Linked DNA regions of Sus scrofa: region 2 is linked to region 1. Evidence: chromatin contacts called from public Hi-C data. All regions are on one chromosome and are shown on one strand. The core of a region is the stretch at or near the end of the contact, and the rest is flanking DNA. Distances in the headings are between cores, read along the strand shown. Region 1 holds the start of ADAT1 (tRNA-specific adenosine deaminase 1). Region 2 holds the start of LOC100522551 (carbohydrate sulfotransferase 6).

What was found. A called contact is a pair of places that touch in the nucleus more often than the background predicts.
Region 2: a contact with region 1 is called in a Hi-C map of epiblast stem cells, with 2.1 times the contacts expected there. The contact joins the promoter of LOC100522551 here to the promoter of ADAT1 in region 1. A contact is called at or near these places in 3 of 47 Hi-C or Micro-C datasets (embryonic fibroblasts, epiblast stem cells and skeletal muscle) and 1 of 2 datasets of contacts at active chromatin or transcription factors (skeletal muscle).

Annotation. Positions count from the first base shown.
Region 1 is chr6:12,074,798-12,078,028 of Sscrofa11.1, forward strand. It overlaps ADAT1 (tRNA-specific adenosine deaminase 1), which reads left to right and starts at 1,566. Exons shown (of 10, transcript XM_021093768.1): 1 at 1,566-1,619.
Region 2 is chr6:12,164,483-12,167,713 of Sscrofa11.1, forward strand. It overlaps LOC100522551 (carbohydrate sulfotransferase 6), which reads left to right and starts at 1,696. Exons shown (of 5, transcript XM_013998171.2): 1 at 1,696-1,860; 2 at 2,013-2,307.

The sequences.
Region 1 (3,231 bases), core at 316-2,815:
GTTGGTAAAATGATCTAAGCACACCAAACTACTAACAGGGAACAACTTCAGAGCATGCTGAGCATCTCAATCTTTGCTGGTGTTAAAGCACAGACTCCAGAAGCACTTGGTAGTGGTGGTTACATGACGAGGTGGTATCTCAGAAGAAACACTTCTATGGCACATCCTTCAGCGAGGTGCTGTTAACTAAAAAAAAAAAACAATCATCTCACCAAAGGAGGGGTGTGGGGTCAAGATAAGGGACTGGACTTCTGGCAACACTGTACCATCAATGTGGACCACTGGAAAGGCAACAAGGATTAATGAGGAGCTGTTTAGGGAGTTCCCGTCGTGGCTCATCAGTTAAAGAGTGCAACTAGTATCCATGAGGACGTGGGTTCCATCCCTGGCCTCGCTCAGTGGTTAAGGATCTGGCATTGCCATGAGCCGTGGTGTAGTTCACCGAGTGGCTCAGATCCTGTGTTGCCGTGGCTTTGGCGTAGGCCGGTGGCTACAGCTCCAATTTGACCCCTAGACTGGGAAATTTCCATATGCCAAGGGTGCAATCCTAAAAAGACAAAAAAAAAAAAAAGCTGTTTAGTAGTAGACTAGAGCAGAGCCAGCTGTCTGGCCTCAAGAATGCCAGAGATAGAGAAGAAATGAAGCAGCTGTAGACATCTGTGGCATTTGGCAAGAAAAATGACAAATACCCCCTTAAACAGCTGAAGGCTCACAATTTGCTAACTGCTGTATGGGGGTGAACAAAAACAAGTATGGTCCCAAGTTCTAGACTTGTAGGAGAGAGAGGAAGAGCAAGGTCCTTATCCTTGGAGGAAGCCTGTGGCCCTTTTCCTGTGATCTAGGGAGAAGGATGGGGTCAATTAAGTTGCACTCCTCTAGCATTTGAGAGAACTCTCTCATCATTAGGAACTGAGTTAAAAACAAAAACAACAACAACAAAAAAAACTGCTGAATGATACAGACTTCTGAAATGTCCAAACAGCTATACTACCTATTTTTGGCAAACCGAAGGTTTTAGACTAGCACTGTCCACTACAGTACCCAACGGCCATACGTAGCTATTGAGCATTTGAAATGTGGCTGGTCAGAACTGAGATATAAAATACACACCAGTTTTCTTAAGTTAGTGTAAAAAAATGTAAAATAAGTGAACATTTTTATTAAATATTGATTACTCGTTGAAATATGTTGGATAACCTGGGTTAAAATATATGGTTAAAATTAATTTCACCTTTTCTTTTGACTTTTTAAAATATAGCGCCTAGAACATTTTAAATTACATATCTGGCTCGAATTATATTTCTACTGGACAGACCTGTTTTAGACAAAAATTCAAACTAGTGTTCCAACATACAACCTCATTCTACCGTACGAATCTATCTTACCGGGGAATCAGCCTCCCTGAGCCCATTACATCTGTATCTACGCAGAGCAACGCAAATCGACGGACTCTAAGGATCCACCCTGCAGCCCCCTGGCTCCGGCCCCTGGAGGACTACAAGGGCCAGCGTGCACTGCGTGCCTCCAGGGAACAGGCTTGGGAGGGCCACCTCATTGTGACGTCACGTCCGCTGCGCCGCGCGGTCTTCTTCCTCCCTTCGAGAGCGCGTGTCGAGGAGGTGGGAGGGCGGTGTCCGTGAGCGGTTGCGGTCGTGGGGCCGAGGGCGCACAGGATAGGGAGGGCCCTGGGGCTCCCGGGGAAGATGCTGTAGGTCTGACTTTCTCGACCCCTTTTTGTGTGGGAAGTGGATGTTGCGGACCTTCCCCCGCACCCAGCGGCGTGTCTGGTGGGAAAATGCGGCTCCTTTCATGCTGACATCCCTGCGCCGACAGCGACTGCTGCGGACGAGCGCGGGGCGCGTGACCCGGGGGTTGCATACCGCATAACTCCAGCGGGCAGGCGTGCACGTTGTCCCTGCTGCGCGGGCCTGGAGTTACCCATACCTGGCCGAATGGGCCTCTGGAGGGTGTTGAGGAGGGGAGGCTAAGGAAAATAGGCGTCCCTTCCAACCTCGCTAAAGCCTTTTCCCCAGACAGCCTTCCGGACTTGAATTTTCTTTCAAAAGGAAGTGGGTTTTTAAACTTTTTGCCGCTGTTAAAACATGCCGCCTTGTGGGCAAAGAAGTGCATGTCTAACTAAACTGTTGTTTCATATGAAGAAATTATTCAAGTTCTAGGAGAGAATAGTGGACGCAGTACAGCAAAACATTTATTCATTTCCGCTACTGGGCACGCTCCTCCAGACTCAACTCTGAATAAGGTGGTGATACAGTTTTGAGCCGCTGTATCGTAGGGAGTCAGCGTTTCTTCTAGCAAGTTGTCTTTGGCTGTTATGATTTGTGATGCGTGCCTCTGGTTTAATTTCAGTTTGGTGCCAGAGTATCTGCCTTCATAAAGTATACTGCCTTGTATGTCCCCTCTGCCCCTGAAATGAGAGAGAAATCCCTTCTAAATGGAGGATTCTGGGCTCGCCCATGCTTTTCTTTTGCTCAGAGAGATACAAGACTTAGGCTGGTTCTCTGACTTTAAAGTCGTAATTTATGTCAGTGCCTTCCGGATTCTTGTTTTAAATCACTGTGGTCTGATTTACCATGACCATTTATTGAAATAACAGGCCTGCACATCCGAACTGGTAAATTATAAACTGAGGCATTTTAGAACTTTTATGAGTTTATTTGAGCAAAAATCCTTTCCAATCAGGCACAAGCTAAGTGGAAGTAGTTAGGAGCCCTCTGCAGACAGGAGCCAAGGTAGAAACTGATGTAGCATAAGTGCAGAAGCAAGAAAAGAAATTGTTTAGATCTTGGTTTGCTTAGATAGACCACCACAGCATTAGAGTCTCTTCAGTCTGATGGCCTCCTTGTTTAATTAGTTTAACAGGATAGGAGCAAGGGGCTCCTTGTAGATAAATCATTTGTCTGCTATATACACTATGGCTCAACAGAGCCTTTTTTTTTTTTTTAAACACTTAACTTTGTCCATTGCCATCTGATCTCATTTTCTCCTAAGAATCTTTTCATATATTTGAATCCAAATGAAGTCATTGAATGAGCATCAGTAGAGTCAAGAGTGGGAAAGTTTCTATCGAACTATTCTAGACCTCTTTTAGGTCAGCTCTGCTTTCTGGTTTTATGTGTCCATTACTTTTTCCCTGCCTTTCAAGGAGCTCAAGGCAAAGCAGTCAGGAAAATCAAATGTTCTTTTTTGTAAGATTAATCTCAGTTGAAGAGT
Region 2 (3,231 bases), core at 446-2,945, 90 kb after region 1:
ATAGGATTTTATCCGCTGGCTAAGTCATGGTTTGAGACAATTAATATTTGGCAGGGGAAATCCCTAATTTTGCCAAATGATTATCCCGTTTCTTTTGAATCAGGTGAGGCCCATAAAGTCCCACTTAGCTCCCATCATCTAAGATTAATAAAGTCTTCTTTTTCTTCAAGTACACGCTTAAAAAAAATTTTCCCCCATAGGTTCTAAATGCCTATAGGAGAAAATGTGTAATTGCAGAAACCTAAAGAGAATAAGTTGTCTGTAAATCGCTCTCCAGAGGTTATCACTGTTGGGAGTTCCTGATGTGGTGCAGTGGAAACGAATCCGACTAGTATCCATGAGGATGCCAGTTCAATCCCTGGTCTCGCTCAGTGGGTCGGGGATCTGGCATTGCCATGTGCTCTGGTGTAGGTTGCAGACACAGCTCGGATGCTGTGTTGCTGTGGCTGTGGTGTAGGCAGGCAGCTTGTAACTCCGATTGGACCCCTAGCCTGGGAACTTCCATATGCCACGGGTGCGGCCCTAAGAAAAAAAAGTTATCACTGTTGGCATTCTGATACACAGATACACATCTTTTTAATCATTTGTTTCTAATTATTTGCTCTCATAAACAACCCTCCTAAGAACCTTGCATATAAATCCTTTTTGCTAATTTATTTCCTTAAGATAGATCCTAGAGGAGTTCCCATTGTGGCTCAGCAATAACGACCCCGACTAGTATCCATGAGGATGTGGTTCCATCCCTGGCTTCGCTCAATGGGTTAAGCACTGGGCCTTTCGTTGAGCTGTTGTATAGATCACAGAGGAGGCTGGAATCCTGGTTGCTGTGGCTGTGAGTAGGCCAGCAGCTAGAGCTCTGGTTTAACTCCTGGGAACTTCCATATGCCATGGGTGCGGCCCTAAAAAGGGGAAAAAAATTCCTAGATCCTAGAAAGAAATTTCCAATTCAAAAAGCGTATGACCATTCTTAAGGATGTTAATTCATCTTGCCAAACCGCATCATGGAAAGAATGCACTAATTTATACTCGCAGCAGCAGAGGCTTCTTTTTTAAATCCCACCATGGATTATGAGAGGTCAGGATGCTCTGTCTTTTTCAGATGCTTGAACTCTGCTCTGTTATCTGTAGGAGGAAATAACATCTTTATTTATTGAAACAAAACCTGTATTTATTCGGACCTGCCATCAGGCCTGAGCCTCTGGGTGGAGATGAGGGCAGAGAGGGGCCAGGAGGAGGGAGACAGCCAGCTGCAGGCCTACTTCCTGAGGGCCACCTGGTGTCCTGGGCCCTCCCAGCTCAGACTCTCCTGGCATCAAGGTGCCTGGGACTTGGCTTAGGCTTGAGGCTGGGGGCTCGGGAAAGAGTTTGGATTCCAGGTCATTTGGCCGCGAGGATGCCACCGAGAGCGAGGAGGGGCAAAATTAAGATTCGCTTTCCTTCACAAGGGCCTTTTGTGTTCCCACGGGCCTCTCCTTTCTGGGGATTGGAGGGATGGACAAGCTTGTTTGGGTTTTTGTTTTTGCTTTTTGTTTTTTTGGTCAATTATTGGGATGAGGGGTGACCGCGAGCACCCTTTCACAGCCGTAGCCAAACCGTGCGCCTCGGGCAGCCCCCGGCCGGCTGCCGCGCGCCTTCCGCGGGGCCCGCCCCTGGACGGCCGCCCCTCCCCCGAGGCGTGGCCCCTCGGCCGGGGGTGGGCTGGGTATCTGCAGCCGGGGGCCAACCGGCTCTTTCCTTCCTTCCCTCCCGCCCCGGCTCCCTCCCGCCTGCTCCGGGACCGCAGCCACGTCTGAAAGCGCCTCATTGTGCGCGCTCGCTCCGGCCGGCAGCGCCTGAGCAGCCCTGCGGGCGGCCGCACAGGTAGCGTGGGGCGTGGGGCGTGGGGCGCGGGGCCCGGCCCCGTAGGGTTCCGGGGCAGGGGGGGCGGCATCTGTTTCTCGTCCTTGCCCCAGGAAGACTCCCCCAATTTCCCGTTCTTACCACACTTCTCTCTCTCTCTCTCTTTTTTTTAGGGGATTCCTGCTCTGTTTCCAGATTCCCGGCGCCTTGGGTCTCCAGGTGCCTCCAACATCTTGGTATCCGCTTCCCAGGGCCGTGCCCCTTGCCTGTCCCCGGTGTCCCTGGGTGCCCCTTCACAGCTTTGGGACCTTGCAGAACAAATCAGCCCCTGCGGATTCTTCCGACGGGGAGACAGAGAGGCTGTGGAGTGGAACTTGGAGGAGACGACGTCCAGGAGTCTTTGCTAGGACTGGGGACAGAGACGTGAGCCTCCCGCCGCGCCCGTCGGGCAGGGACGCCTCGCCTGGGGTACGTTGGCTTGTCCTCTCCGCGCGGGATGACCACACCCTGGGCGGCTTGGGCCCGGGCAGTGGCACATCCGAGGAGACAGCGGGGAGGTGTGCGGGGAGGAGCCGAGGTGATGGTGGTGGAGGTGGTTTTATCAGAACGTGAAAAAGACATTACCTTCTCAAGCGCTGGTTCGAAAGTGTCTTCCTGGGGCCTCAGCGCACGATGTCTCTGGCTGAGGATACCTTGTCTCTTGCAACTTGAGTTTCAAACGGTATGCCCTTCATCTCGAAAGCCCTCTCTAGGGGCTTTCTCCTCCGACCTCTGGGGGAAAAGCAGCTCGGTGAGCCAGTTGAGAACCAGATCCAGCTGAATTTGAGGCCCCTGCTTCTGGCTGCTGGACCTTGAGCAACAATAGAGACCTCTCTTGGCTTCAGCTGTAGGTCCCCAGCAAATGTTAACTCTCTTTTCTCTTCCCTCTTGTCCCGGAGGCACGAGGATGGGAAAACGGAGGCCTCAAGAGCAGAAAGGACTTGGCTGATGTGAAGCATGAGGGAGTGAGCCAGGTACCAGCGCTAATGAGAATAACGTGCTGCTCAGTGAGCCTTAAGGGTTCTATTGCGCTTAGTGTGTAGGCGCTGTTAAAGCCTCATTTACACTAGTCAAGTGAGGCATGGAGAGGTTAGCAGTGACTTGCTCAAAGTCACACACCCTACTGATTGTAGAGCAAGATTTTCACCCAATCCAGCTTCAGAAGCCAGGCTTCTTGCCGTTATTCACTGTCTGTTGTGTCTCTTCTGCCCCTGCCTAGGCTTGCCACTTGCTGGTGCTAGGATCACTGCAACCTGGCCACATCTTCGCATTTTCCTTATGCAAAGGCTTTCTCTTGGATTCTTAGAATATAGTTGGGACCCAAGATTTGGAAGATTCCTGAACAAATACTCC